4 separate regions of the Mus musculus genome follow, and all the other regions are linked to region 4. Evidence: chromatin contacts called from public promoter capture Hi-C data. All regions are on one chromosome and are shown on one strand. The core of a region is the stretch at or near the end of the contact, and the rest is flanking DNA. Distances in the headings are between cores, read along the strand shown.

Region 1 (2,700 bases), core at 128-2,627, 890 kb before region 4:
TAGGCAGGAGCTTCCGAGCTGAGCATAAGCTCTTGAACACGTATGTGTTCTCTTCTCTCTGCTCTTGACTGTGGCTGTGACCAGCTGTCTCAAGCGCCTGCCTCTGAAGTCTCCCTACAGTGACAGACCCGGGTGGTGAACTAACAGAAACCTTTTTGTCCCCAAGTTGCTTCTTGTCAGACTCTTTTATCATGGCGTTAGAAAGGACACAAGGACAGTGTCCACACCTCACTCTGCTCAGTGCTCAGAGCTCAGGGGATGAGCTACAGTGTCTTCCAGGGCATCAAGGTGAAGTGCTCCTGTCGACTGCCCCACCCTGAGCCTGTACTTTCCTCTCCCCGGGAGCCTCCACTGCTACCTTAATTACACCTAATTGAGTGATAAGGGGGATTTGCTTTATCAGGCTGCAGATTACAACTGGGAAACAGGCAGCTGAAGGGAACAAGATAACCTCTACTTACTTCTTGACCTGGTACTTAGCTAGCAGGAGGTCCAGACCACAAGCTCAGTCCTGAAGGTCTGCTGTCGGCTCTCACACCCTCACACTCCCAGGCTTGCTCTCTGCCGGCGCTTATGTGTGGGGTTGCTTGGAAGGGACACAGGCTGCTTCCGGATCGGATGCTCAGGCTCTGGCCCAAATCCCCCTGCTTGGCTTTGAGATGATGGAAAGCCCCCTCAGACCTGAGGGTGGGGTGGGGGACCCACCGGTGAGGGACATCCAAGTGTGATGGGAGGTCTGAGGAAAGGACGGGCCGGCTGTGCTTCTGCAAGGAATGTGTGATGGGGAATGAGCCTAAGGGCTCCCGAGGATCTGAGTCTTCATTGTAGAAGAAGTGGTTTTAAGGTGAGTCTCCCTCAATCCGGTTTTCATGTTCAAGTCTGGGGCTGGGGCCTGCAAGCTGGCTCAGCAGGCGAAGGCGCTCGCCGCCAAGCCTGACGACCCAAGCTTGGTTCTCAGGATCCATGCAGTAGAAGCAGAGACCTGACTGACTCTTAGTTGATTTTTGATCTTCCCGTCTACGCCGTGACACATTAGAAAGAAAACATAGTCCACTCTGCCATATAGAAAATCACGGGCTCACTCACCCATTGGGTGGACCCGTGCAATCGTAACAGATGTATCGTAGTGTGGCAGTGTCATGCCCACCCCTTTTGCAGCAGCCCCTGGTTGAAAGAGGTCCCCTTGGATCGGCTTGTGTCCAGGAGGTTTCTGTGTGGGCGTTCTCTGTCGCATTCACGATGACTAAGTTGCTTAGCTGCGTCCTCCTCAGAACAGGTCCCTGGCACTGGAGAGGCAGGGTGATGGCGTAGCTTTGGTTATGGCATAAGCAGCCTGGAGATAGCGGCGGAGACTTGACTGTTACGTCGGACTCTGATGAATGAGGATGGCACTATTGAACCTTGGACAGGGTGGAGCCAAGCCCTCTTTCACCTGGTCTCCTCCTCTCAAGAGTGCTGAGTTTGCTGGCTCAGGTTCTTCCTGGAAACCGTGACATCTCCTGCCACTAGGTGGGGGAAGGGGACGTGGTCTCTGAAGCTTGCAAGGAAGAAGAGCTTTCTGGCTCAGGCCCTGGCCCCGTCCTTAGCGGGTTAGCCCAGGTTGCCAGGAAGCATGAGTTGGGTGGGTGTAGACCTTGCCCTGTGCTTCCTCTCTCTCCACAGCGGGAGGATTGAGATCCGGGTTGAGCTCAGAAACCTGTGGAGAGTAAACCACCTGGTGGGCGGAGTAAACCTGTGTTGTTGCTTTGGGCAAACCTAGCTGACTGCATAGATGGATGGATGAATGAATGAATGAATGAATGAATGAATGAATGAGTGAATGAATGAATGAATGAGGAAAACCGTCCTGCCTAGAAAGGCCTTCAGGAATCCTCTTAGAGCTCTCATACTTCCGGTAGCTACCCCTTTGACAGACCTCTATCTCCAAAAATACATTAGATTCACAACAGTAGCAAAATTATAGTTACAAAAGTAGGAACGGGTGAGATGGCTTAGTGGGTAAGAGCACCCGACTGCTCTTCCGAAGGTCCTGAGTTCAAATCCCAGCAACCACATGGTGGCTCACAACCATCCGTAACAAGATCTGACTCCCTCTTCTGGAGTGTCTGAAGACAGCTACAGTCTACTTACATATAATAAATAAATAAATCTTTAAAAAACAAAAAACATTCCTTAAAAAAAATAGCAACGACAATGACTTTATGGTCGGGGGTCACCACACCTTGAGGAACTATATTAAAGAATTGTAGCTTTCAGAAGGTTGAAAACCACTGTCCTGGAAGCCTTAAGTCTTGCCAACTGATCTGCCTCCATCTTCGTCTAAGCCACTGGAGGGGTGCCTGTTAAGTCAGGACAGATCACTAGCCAAAAAGAAAAAAAACACAGCGCACTGGGAGAAAAGCTTGTTAGTTTTGGAACCACTTAACTCAGGCTCAACGTGATTTTTGAACTTGCCTCCTCAGGACCTGGAGACGGTCCAAGAGCCTGAGGTCACAGTGGGTCTCTGCCTTGGGGAGGGTGGAGGGAGGCCTGTGGGACTTCTGTTTCTGGCATTGCTTTGGGGGGTGGGGGAATGGCAGAATGGCAGGGAAGAGAGACCCTGTGTGGGCGGGGTATCTGCTGACTTTTTCCCCACCAGAGCTGGATCTGTCCTGAGTATGATCCTGGTTGGGGATGGGTGGGGTCTTTGGGAACTCCTGA
Region 2 (2,700 bases), core at 186-2,685, 990 kb before region 4:
CTCTGCCTCCCAAGTGCTGGGATTAAAGGTGTGCGCCACCATGCCTGGCTTGTACTGAAGTATTTTAAGTCACAGAAACTAACCAGTGCTAGAGCTCATCAGATCTCAGCAAACAACTGTCAGATAGACTGACTTCAGATGTGTTTGTGGCCTTTTGTCCACACCATAACCAGGGATGACAGTGTCACAGCTCCAAATTAGTTAAAGTGGTACCATTTCATGATGTTTGCCCTCGAAGCCACCCGTTCATACTGGTCAGCTCCTGGCTCTGTGTCCTGCTGCCTACAGCTCTGCCGTGACTGTGTTGAGCAGAGGGATTTTTCTCACTGACCAGGGAGAAGCCTGGGGCTCTGGGGCATAGCTCTCATCGGCCACCTTCCCACTTCCTGTCCCATCAGCTCTTCCTCCGTTGGAACATCCTATCTGCTCTGCCTGCTTCCCACTAGCGGAAATCTCCATTGCAGACTTGCCTTTTCAGTGCTGGGACCCGAACTCTCGCACTTACACATGCTAGGCAAGTGCTGAGCTCTGAGACCCAGCCCAGGCCTCTACTGCTGAGCTCAGACCTCAGCTTAGCACCAATCCCAATGGCTTTATTCTTAGTTTATGGACACATTTGACTTGAGAGTGCAAAAGTGCCCTGTCCACCAGATTGCAGCATTCTCTCTCTCTCTCTCTCTCTCTCTCTCTCTCTCTCTCTCTCTCTCTCTCTCTCTCTCTCTCTCTCTCTCTCTCTGCGTGTGTATGTGTGTTTTATGTGCACATATGTTCATGCGCCACCGTGTATGTGTGCATACATGGCAGATGTGTAAATCTGAGCATGCGCATTATACCAGTGTGGTACCTGACACATAGGAGCCTTTTGCTAAGTCCTTGGGATTGGAGGGTGCAGGGTTTTGCATTCTCCAGGTTCCTTTCCACAACGGTGACTTCACAAGACAAACTCTCAAGACACAGCCTGCATGGGTCAAGCCTCAGCAGCCAGAGAGTGGCAGCGTCAGACAGGAGTTGAACTTGGCTGGGCTTGTGATTCAGCCGGGGACCTTTGCCCTTCTCTGGGTTGCCAGCCACCACCACCACCCCGGCTCCCCAAAGCTCGGCAGATTAAACAGAAGCAGAAAGTTCAAAGGAAATTGACCTCAAGGCGGTGTTTACCAAAAGATGATGTCACCTCTACTGTGGAGAAAGGCTTTGCTGAAAAGGGCTGAAAGAGATGCCTTTGCTATGAATGAGCCGAGCCACCAAGCTGGGACGGGTTCAGCACGCAGTTCTCACTTTATAAGGAATAAGGACTTCACTGTCCCCCCCTCTGGCAAGCCTTGTGTCATGCTCAGTCCTGGGACAGGATAAGTGGGGCGAGCCATGGCCGGATGCTGGGCTTAGCCTGTTGCATGTCCACCCCTCCCTGCCCCGCCTGGAATATGCTCTGTCCTGCAACAGAGCCTGCCTCCCCAGTGTCACTAGGCCCAATACAGTACCAGGGCTGTGTTAACAGCGCCCAGTCAAACACCAGTGGACCTGGCTGCCGGCTGCTACAGGGGACACCTGGCCCCTGCAAGATCCTAGTGCCCATGACTGTCACCCAGGTCCCCAGCCCCCCACCCCAAGCCTCAGTCACCACCAGCCCCTAGCCAGCACTCTTTTTCTCCTGTCCCTCCCCCTCTGTGTCATTTGCCTTTGAAGGGCTGAGGGAGCCTAACCGCAGCTGGCTATGTCCTCTGTGGAAACACAGACGTGAGTGAGTGAGTGAGTGCCTCCCTGTTCTGTACTGCTTGGCCGCCTGTAAAAGTTGTGAAGGGGGTTACAAGGCTGCTTAGTGGGAGGCTCTGCCTGGCCCTGGCTGGACCTTCCAGTCTGTGCCTGCCGTCTGTGTCTGTCCGTCCTGTCTCTTCTTTCCAGCGCCCCTACCTGTGAGTCACTAATTCGAGAATGTCAACCCCTGTGGACTGGCGACCCACAGCCCGGGCTTTCTGTGAATTCTGACAGTGGGCCCTGAACAACCTGCCTTGCCTCCTTGGTGTTCCTCATAGCAGCATCTGGAAGCCGACTCATGACCCACCCAGTTCAGAGCTTAGAGGGGACTCTGATGGTTTTCAAGGGACAGGAATGTGTGCCCCCATAGCCCTACAGCCATCTGCAGGCATGCAGGGTTCACTGTGGCCCCAGCCTGCCAGAGACTCTCCTGTGGGGGAGAAGGTCTATAAGGGGGAGTCTCGGAAATGTGAGAGGGGGATTGAGACCACCTCAAGAGTTCTTTCCAGCCTCCCTAAAGTGACAGTAATAGCCGAGTGACATCACATGGTGGATCTGTCATGTATGTTCTGTTTCACAGACCTGGATAAGGTCCCTGCTGTGCTGCTGTGCTTATGAAGGAAAAGGAACATGGATGGCAGGAGTCTGAGCCCACCCTAACCCTGGCAGTAATTTGCTGTGTGGCCTTGGGTGAGTTGCTTGCCCCCTCTGAGTCTCAGGTTTCCCATGTATGGAACATAGACAAGTGGACTGGACATCTATTCCTTCCAGCTCTGAAACTCAGTGACCCCACAGTCCTGGTACTCAGTGTTCAGGGGAATATATGGAGGAATGTGGGAGAGGAGAGGGTTTGGTTGGTGCCTGTAAAAGAATCCGGTGAAGGGCAACTCTCTCTGCACCAGCTAAAACTTGCCAAGAGGCACCAGATGGAAAGTAACTGGGGCGTGT
Region 3 (2,700 bases), core at 106-2,605, 940 kb before region 4:
ATCTGCTCTGGGGCTGAGATTGCAGGTATGTACCACCATATCTGGTCTATGCGTTGCTGGGGATCGAACCCAGGTCCTCATGCATGTTGGGCAGATACTCTACCAACTGAGTCACATCCCTAGTGGGCCTTGGTGCCTGCTATCTTTTGAGAAAGACCAGAGAGTTGGTTTTCAGAGTTTCCTCTTTGCCCCACTTGTGTCCCTATGGAAACACAGCTACCTCGAGGTCACACAGGGAGGGGCTGGACCCAGAGCTCCCTCGAAGGCCATGAGATAAGGCTCGGGGAAGCTAATGTAAGCTTGAAGGTGGAGGTTCAAAACCACTGGGCAGATGGAGGCATTGATGGGATATGTGTGGATGAGGGGATCAAGGCTGGGAGGAAGAGGGGTATCATGGCCTCCCTGGGCCTTTGGGCAGATGAATGTCCAGGTTGATGGCTCTGCTGGTGGGACTCTCACTCCATCCACAGAAGAGACATGGAAGGTCACCCACATGGCTCATCGGCACTGAATCAGACTTGGCCTCACTTTGGGGTCTTAGGCTATTGACACTGTCCTGATCGTCCAATCACACGCATAGTGACATTGCTTTTCTGTGCCTTGGTTTCCTTTAGAATGAAGTCAGGTGGAGAGACCAACAGGACCCCTAGGCCAGGGTAGGCACCAGAGTTGTGGCTTGGGATGCTGGTTGAACTTTCTGACCCTACAAAGTCATTTTCCCGGAGCCCCCTCTTTCTGCCTGGGGTGTGCCCAGTGGGGGTGCTTTTGCGTTTGTACCCACCTCCCTCTGAATATCTTACTTTTCTTGGCAGTTGGGATACAAGTGTCTTTAAAGACAACATACTGAAAGTGTCAGGACTTACTTGGTCGGGGCAGCGGAGGTCTGAGCTCTGCAGACCGTGACCCAAGTTCACCTGGTGCCAAGTTCAAGGCCCTCCAACTTGCCGGCGGTCCTTCCCCAGCCTTAGGGCACAGTTAAACTGTGGGGACTTAGAGACACTGCTCTCACATGTCTTCTTTGGGGTCCCATGAGTTGGTCTTTCACGCAGAGTGGGAGCCCCGACTTAGACTCGAACCACTGGGGTTCACCTCATGCCCCTTCACCCTGGCAGCCTCTGTCTTTCTGTCTGAGAAGTGGGGATGTCACCTTGGACATAGGTTGTCACAGGGTTCTGTGACAGAATGTGTGACAGATGCCAAGCGGTGCTGGCCCTTAGCAATACTCTGTCCTTGGCCCTCCCCAGCCCCCACATGGTGGGAACTGGCCTACTTCCTCCCATTCCCAAGGCAGAGCAGCCTTTTGTGTTCTGACATTTCCTCTCCTTAGTGTGGCCGGTGACGAAGAGGTCATGGCCTTCCTACTCTCCAGGACTCTGTCTACAGGGTGACCAGGCAAGAGGGCATGGCTTGGCATTCAGGGCACAGGCTGTGGCTGCCAGGTGGCAGAAATGGGGGAGTGTCTCTGTCCCTGCCTCCCCTTGGATCTTGGAATGTCTCAGGCCCTTCTCTGTGAGTTGTGGAAGCCGCCCTGTTGGCCCCAGGGCTGGCTCTGAGGGGAGGTGAGCTCCCTGGAGGACTCAGCTCATTTTACCAGGCTGAGAAATGGGCTCATGTTCTTTGCCCTCTCCTTGGGATTGAGAGTCAGGAGTCCAATTACAGGGTTCCATCTGGGCCCCAGGGGACAGGCAGGTGGCCTCCTGGGACCTCATGGAAGGCTTGTCCTGGGCCTTGGCAGAGGGGTGACATTGAACATTGGCTCGGTGTTGTTTTCCAGCGCTGACGTCAGGGCTGCGGTTTAGAGTTTCTTCCCAGACAAAGGCTGCTTTGTAGCTTTGGGTGAGCTGAGCCCAGGACTCTACTCCAGGTGGGAGGCTGGGTGGAAGAGAAGCAGGGCTGGGCACAGGAGCCCTCAGAGGCCTGGCTCCCCTCAGACCCAACACCACTTGGCTTCCCAGGAGCCACCATGTGTCCCTTCGGACAAAGTCTCTTCACCACCATCATGCTACTAGTGTGGGGGAAGCTGGTCTCAACCCATTGCACAGATGGAAAAACTGAGTCTTGGAAATGTAACAAAAATGTAAAAAGAATCCTTTTCTTAGCCAGAGAATAGTAGAGCTGGCAGTGGGCTCGTGGGCTTGAGTGTCCTTAGCTTCAAGGATTCATCTCCCATCAAGCCGAATCTCACCTCCAGCCTTGGCAGTGTGTTTAAAAAAGTTAGGGACCCCAGGAGAAGAACAGTGCAGGCAGAACTTAGCTTTCAGCAGGGACAGGTCTGACTTCCCTTTCTGAGATTCTGGATTTGAGCGTGTGTGACATTGTGTAGGTTTACCCACACGTGTGTACATGTTAGAGAGGGTGGCTGTGGGGGTCTGTAGTCACGGGAAATGATTCCAGGTAAGTAGCCATCCCAGGGCACACTGTCTTAGTCAGGGCTTCTATTCCTGCACAAGCATCATGACCAAGAAGCAAGTTGGGGCGGAAAGGGTTTATTCATCTTACACTTCCACACTGCTGTTCATCACCAAAGGAAGTCAGGACTGGAACTCAAGCAGGTCAGGAAGCAGGAGCTGATGCAGAGGCCATGGAGGGATGTTCTTTACTGGCTTGCCTCCCCTGGCTTGCTCAGCCTGCTTTCTTATAGAACCCAAGACTACCAGCCCAGAGATGGTCCCACCCACAAGGGGCCTTTCCCCCTTGATC
Region 4 (2,700 bases), core at 73-2,572:
TTCTAAGAAGCAGGACAGGGAAGAGCAGAGGAGAGCTACTCCACACCACTGGGTTTGCTCCTCACAGGCAGGAGTCTCACTGATCTCCACTGAACAATACAACAAAGCCCGCCAGGATACGGGCTGGCCAGGCGGCTCAGGCAGTGAGGTGTGCACCGTGCAAGCATGGGTGTGCACCGTGCAAGCGTGAGGATCCAAGTTTGAGCCCCAGCATCTGTGCTTTTATAGTTTTGTCTTCTGTGGGTTTTCCCCCTAGGCTACTATGATACTGTGTAATACAACGTCACCACTGCAGAGGCGGAGACCTGGAACTCTCTGGCTACTCTTCATTTTCAAAACCAGTGAGAGGCACTGTCTCAAATGGGAAAACAAAAAAAGGATAGAACCTGAGGAATGACATCCGAAGATGTCCTCTAGCTTCCACACAAGCATATCCATACACAGTGCATGCACACACACAAAACCATGCACATGCATGCATGTGCACATACACATATACACAAGTGTGTGCACACATACACACAAGTGCATGCACACACAAATGCATGCACATGCATGTATGTGCACATGCACACACAAATACACAAATGCATGTGCATGCATACGCACACATACATGCATTCACACACACATGCATGCACACACACGTGCACATACACACACAGAGCAGAAGTGTCTGACCCTCAGACAGGCAGGGTGCATGGTCTCTACAGGGTGGGGCATCCCCAGGATGAGGAAGGGAACTATCTCCTCCCTCAGACTGGGGGTTCTGTCTGAGCATTCCTGAGGTTCATAGGAGGGGCTTCTCAGGGAATCTAAGCTGACAGGGGCCAGGCCTGGGCCATGCAATACACAGCAGGGACACAGCAGCCCTGTCACTCAGGGCCTGCAGCCCATCTCTGCTAAACCAGCCCGGTCCTTGGCTTGAGTTATGTTGCTTCCAGGAAATCCATGAGTATGGGTGGTTCCTGGTTGCCAGGTCTGATTGAAGAAGTCCACAGGGCAACCCCAGCCTTGTTTCCCTAGAGGTAGAACTGGTCAATACTGGACCCAGTGGACCATGCAGGCCCATGCCAACACACAGGGACAAGACATGTTGCGGGCAGGGAGCGGGGGATTCACCGGGGGCTTCCCCAGAAACAGAAGACTGACCTCTGGAATACAAGCTGATCTTAGCCTCCTAGCTGAGCCTCCTGGGCCATAGGGAGAGAGTAGGTGGGGACAGAGAGTATGCCAGCATTCTGGGCCCCAGGGGGAGCCAATTCCAGCACCCCAGGGTGGGGGAAGACAGCAGTGTCACACAAGCTTCAGTGCCCTCTGGCCACCACTCAGTGCCAGGGAGCCACAGAGCTGTTGGCTTGGTAAACAGAACTTTCCTGGAAGCCAGTCCTGATCACACAAGAAAGAATCTAGCCAGGAACCCTGGCACAGCACCCTCTGACCATATAGGTGTTGGTCCTGCTTAAGGACAGAAAAGATCTGCCAGCAGATACTAAGCTTTCCCCGGCAGGTTTAGTGTCAGTGGAAGGGACACCACTAGTCTAAAAAGATGTCACACAACCGAAAGAGACTGCATAGGCGGAAACTTGATGGTTCTCCCAAGTCCCATGCCTGAAGAGACACCAGAGGCGACAACACTCAGCAGGCAGCAGTAAGCACAAAGCCCCGTCCTGGTTTCAACTCCTGCTCCCTTGGGACACCAGGGAGACAGTGGGTTGGGGCAGGGAAAGCAGAGGTATAGCCCAGAGCCTCTCACAGCTATGAATGCAGGGAAATAGTGAGACTGTTGGGGTGGAAGTGGTGGTATCCATAGCATCTGGGACCCAGATCAAAGAGGCCCAGGGCCAATCCAAGCAACGCTGGGTATCAAGCTAGTTATGAGGAACCTGGATCCTAGTGTGCTGAGTTTTTTGTTTTTGTTTTGTTTTGTTTTGTTTTTGTTTTTTGAGACAGGGTTTCTATAGCCCTGACTGTCCTGGAACTCACTCTGTAGACCAGGCTGGCCTCGAACTCAGAAATCCGCCTGCCTCTGCCTCCCAAGTGCTAGGATTAAAGGCGTGTGCCACCACTGCCCTGCTGTGCTGAGCTTTCTAATGGCTCTAGGGAGCCGGGTGGAGAGGCTTGTCCCTGTATCCTGGTACTCAGTAAACTGAGGCAGTTCAAGGCCAGAGTAAGCTACACAGTGGGATGCTGGAGAGATAGCTTAGTAGTTAAAAGAGCATGTGCATGCATGCGCACACATACACACACAGAGAGAATACATGCATTGCATGAATGCACGCACACACACAGAGACATGTGCATTACATGTATGCACACAGAGAAACATACATGCACTACATGCATACATGCACATACATAGAGACATACATGTACTATATGTATGCATGCACAGAGATATAGTGCATTACATGCATGCATGCACACACAGACATATGTACAACCCATATATGCATACATACATACACACAGAGAGACATGTTTTACATGCATGCACACACACACATACACAAAGAGACATACATACATTACATGCATGTATGCATACATACACAGTAACATGTGCACACTATATGCATGCATGCACACACAGAGACATACATGTATTACATGTATGTATGCTTGCTCTCTCTCTCTCTCTCTCTCTCTCTCTCTCTCTCTCTCTCTCAAAGCACCCAAGTTCAGCTCACAGTCACCTGT

The links. Promoter capture Hi-C pulls out the DNA fragments that hold promoters and counts their contacts.
Region 1: a contact with region 4 is called in a promoter capture Hi-C map of liver, with 3 times the contacts expected there. The contact joins two enhancer-like sites. A contact is called at or near these places in 3 of 39 promoter capture datasets (the C10 cell line, hippocampal neurons and liver), 1 of 484 Hi-C or Micro-C datasets (the G1E-ER4 cell line), 1 of 115 datasets of contacts at active chromatin or transcription factors (astrocytes) and 1 of 9 other capture datasets (embryonic stem cells).
Region 2: a promoter capture Hi-C map of liver shows a contact between it and region 4, with 2.7 times the contacts expected there. The contact joins two enhancer-like sites. A contact is called at or near these places in 4 of 39 promoter capture datasets (HPC-7-derived erythroid cells, hippocampal neurons, liver and 1 more).
Region 3: a contact with region 4 is called in a promoter capture Hi-C map of liver, with 2.5 times the contacts expected there. The contact joins two enhancer-like sites. A contact is called at or near these places in 1 of 39 promoter capture datasets (liver), 1 of 484 Hi-C or Micro-C datasets (embryonic stem cells), 2 of 115 datasets of contacts at active chromatin or transcription factors (embryonic stem cells and pancreatic cancer cells) and 1 of 9 other capture datasets (embryonic stem cells).

What each region holds. Positions count from the first base shown.
Region 1 is chr4:139,628,899-139,631,598 of GRCm38.p6, forward strand. The region is part of intron 1 of Aldh4a1 (aldehyde dehydrogenase 4 family, member A1); the gene reads left to right. Among named protein-coding and RNA genes, the nearest start is that of Aldh4a1, 7.4 kb to the left of the region's middle. Within about 2 kb of position 1,378, at least 15 of the 459 cell types and tissues checked have an H3K27ac peak or open chromatin away from gene starts, as enhancers often do. A contact at or near this core is called in liver, where this site is marked.
Region 2 is chr4:139,534,191-139,536,890 of GRCm38.p6, forward strand. It overlaps a transcript of Iffo2 not described here. Among named protein-coding and RNA genes, the nearest start is that of Iffo2, 39 kb to the right of the region's middle. Within about 2 kb of position 1,436, at least 97 of the 459 cell types and tissues checked have an H3K27ac peak or open chromatin away from gene starts, as enhancers often do. A contact at or near this core is called in liver, where this site is marked.
Region 3 is chr4:139,586,231-139,588,930 of GRCm38.p6, forward strand. All of the region lies in intron 1 of Iffo2 (intermediate filament family orphan 2), which reads left to right. Among named protein-coding and RNA genes, the nearest start is that of Iffo2, 13 kb to the left of the region's middle. Within about 2 kb of position 1,356, at least 65 of the 459 cell types and tissues checked have an H3K27ac peak or open chromatin away from gene starts, as enhancers often do. A contact at or near this core is called in liver, where this site is marked.
Region 4 is chr4:140,522,044-140,524,743 of GRCm38.p6, forward strand. The region is part of intron 26 of Arhgef10l (Rho guanine nucleotide exchange factor (GEF) 10-like); the gene reads right to left. Among named protein-coding and RNA genes, the nearest start is that of Gm42335, 82 kb to the right of the region's middle. Within about 2 kb of position 1,323, at least 5 of the 459 cell types and tissues checked have an H3K27ac peak or open chromatin away from gene starts, as enhancers often do. A contact at or near this core is called in liver, where this site is marked.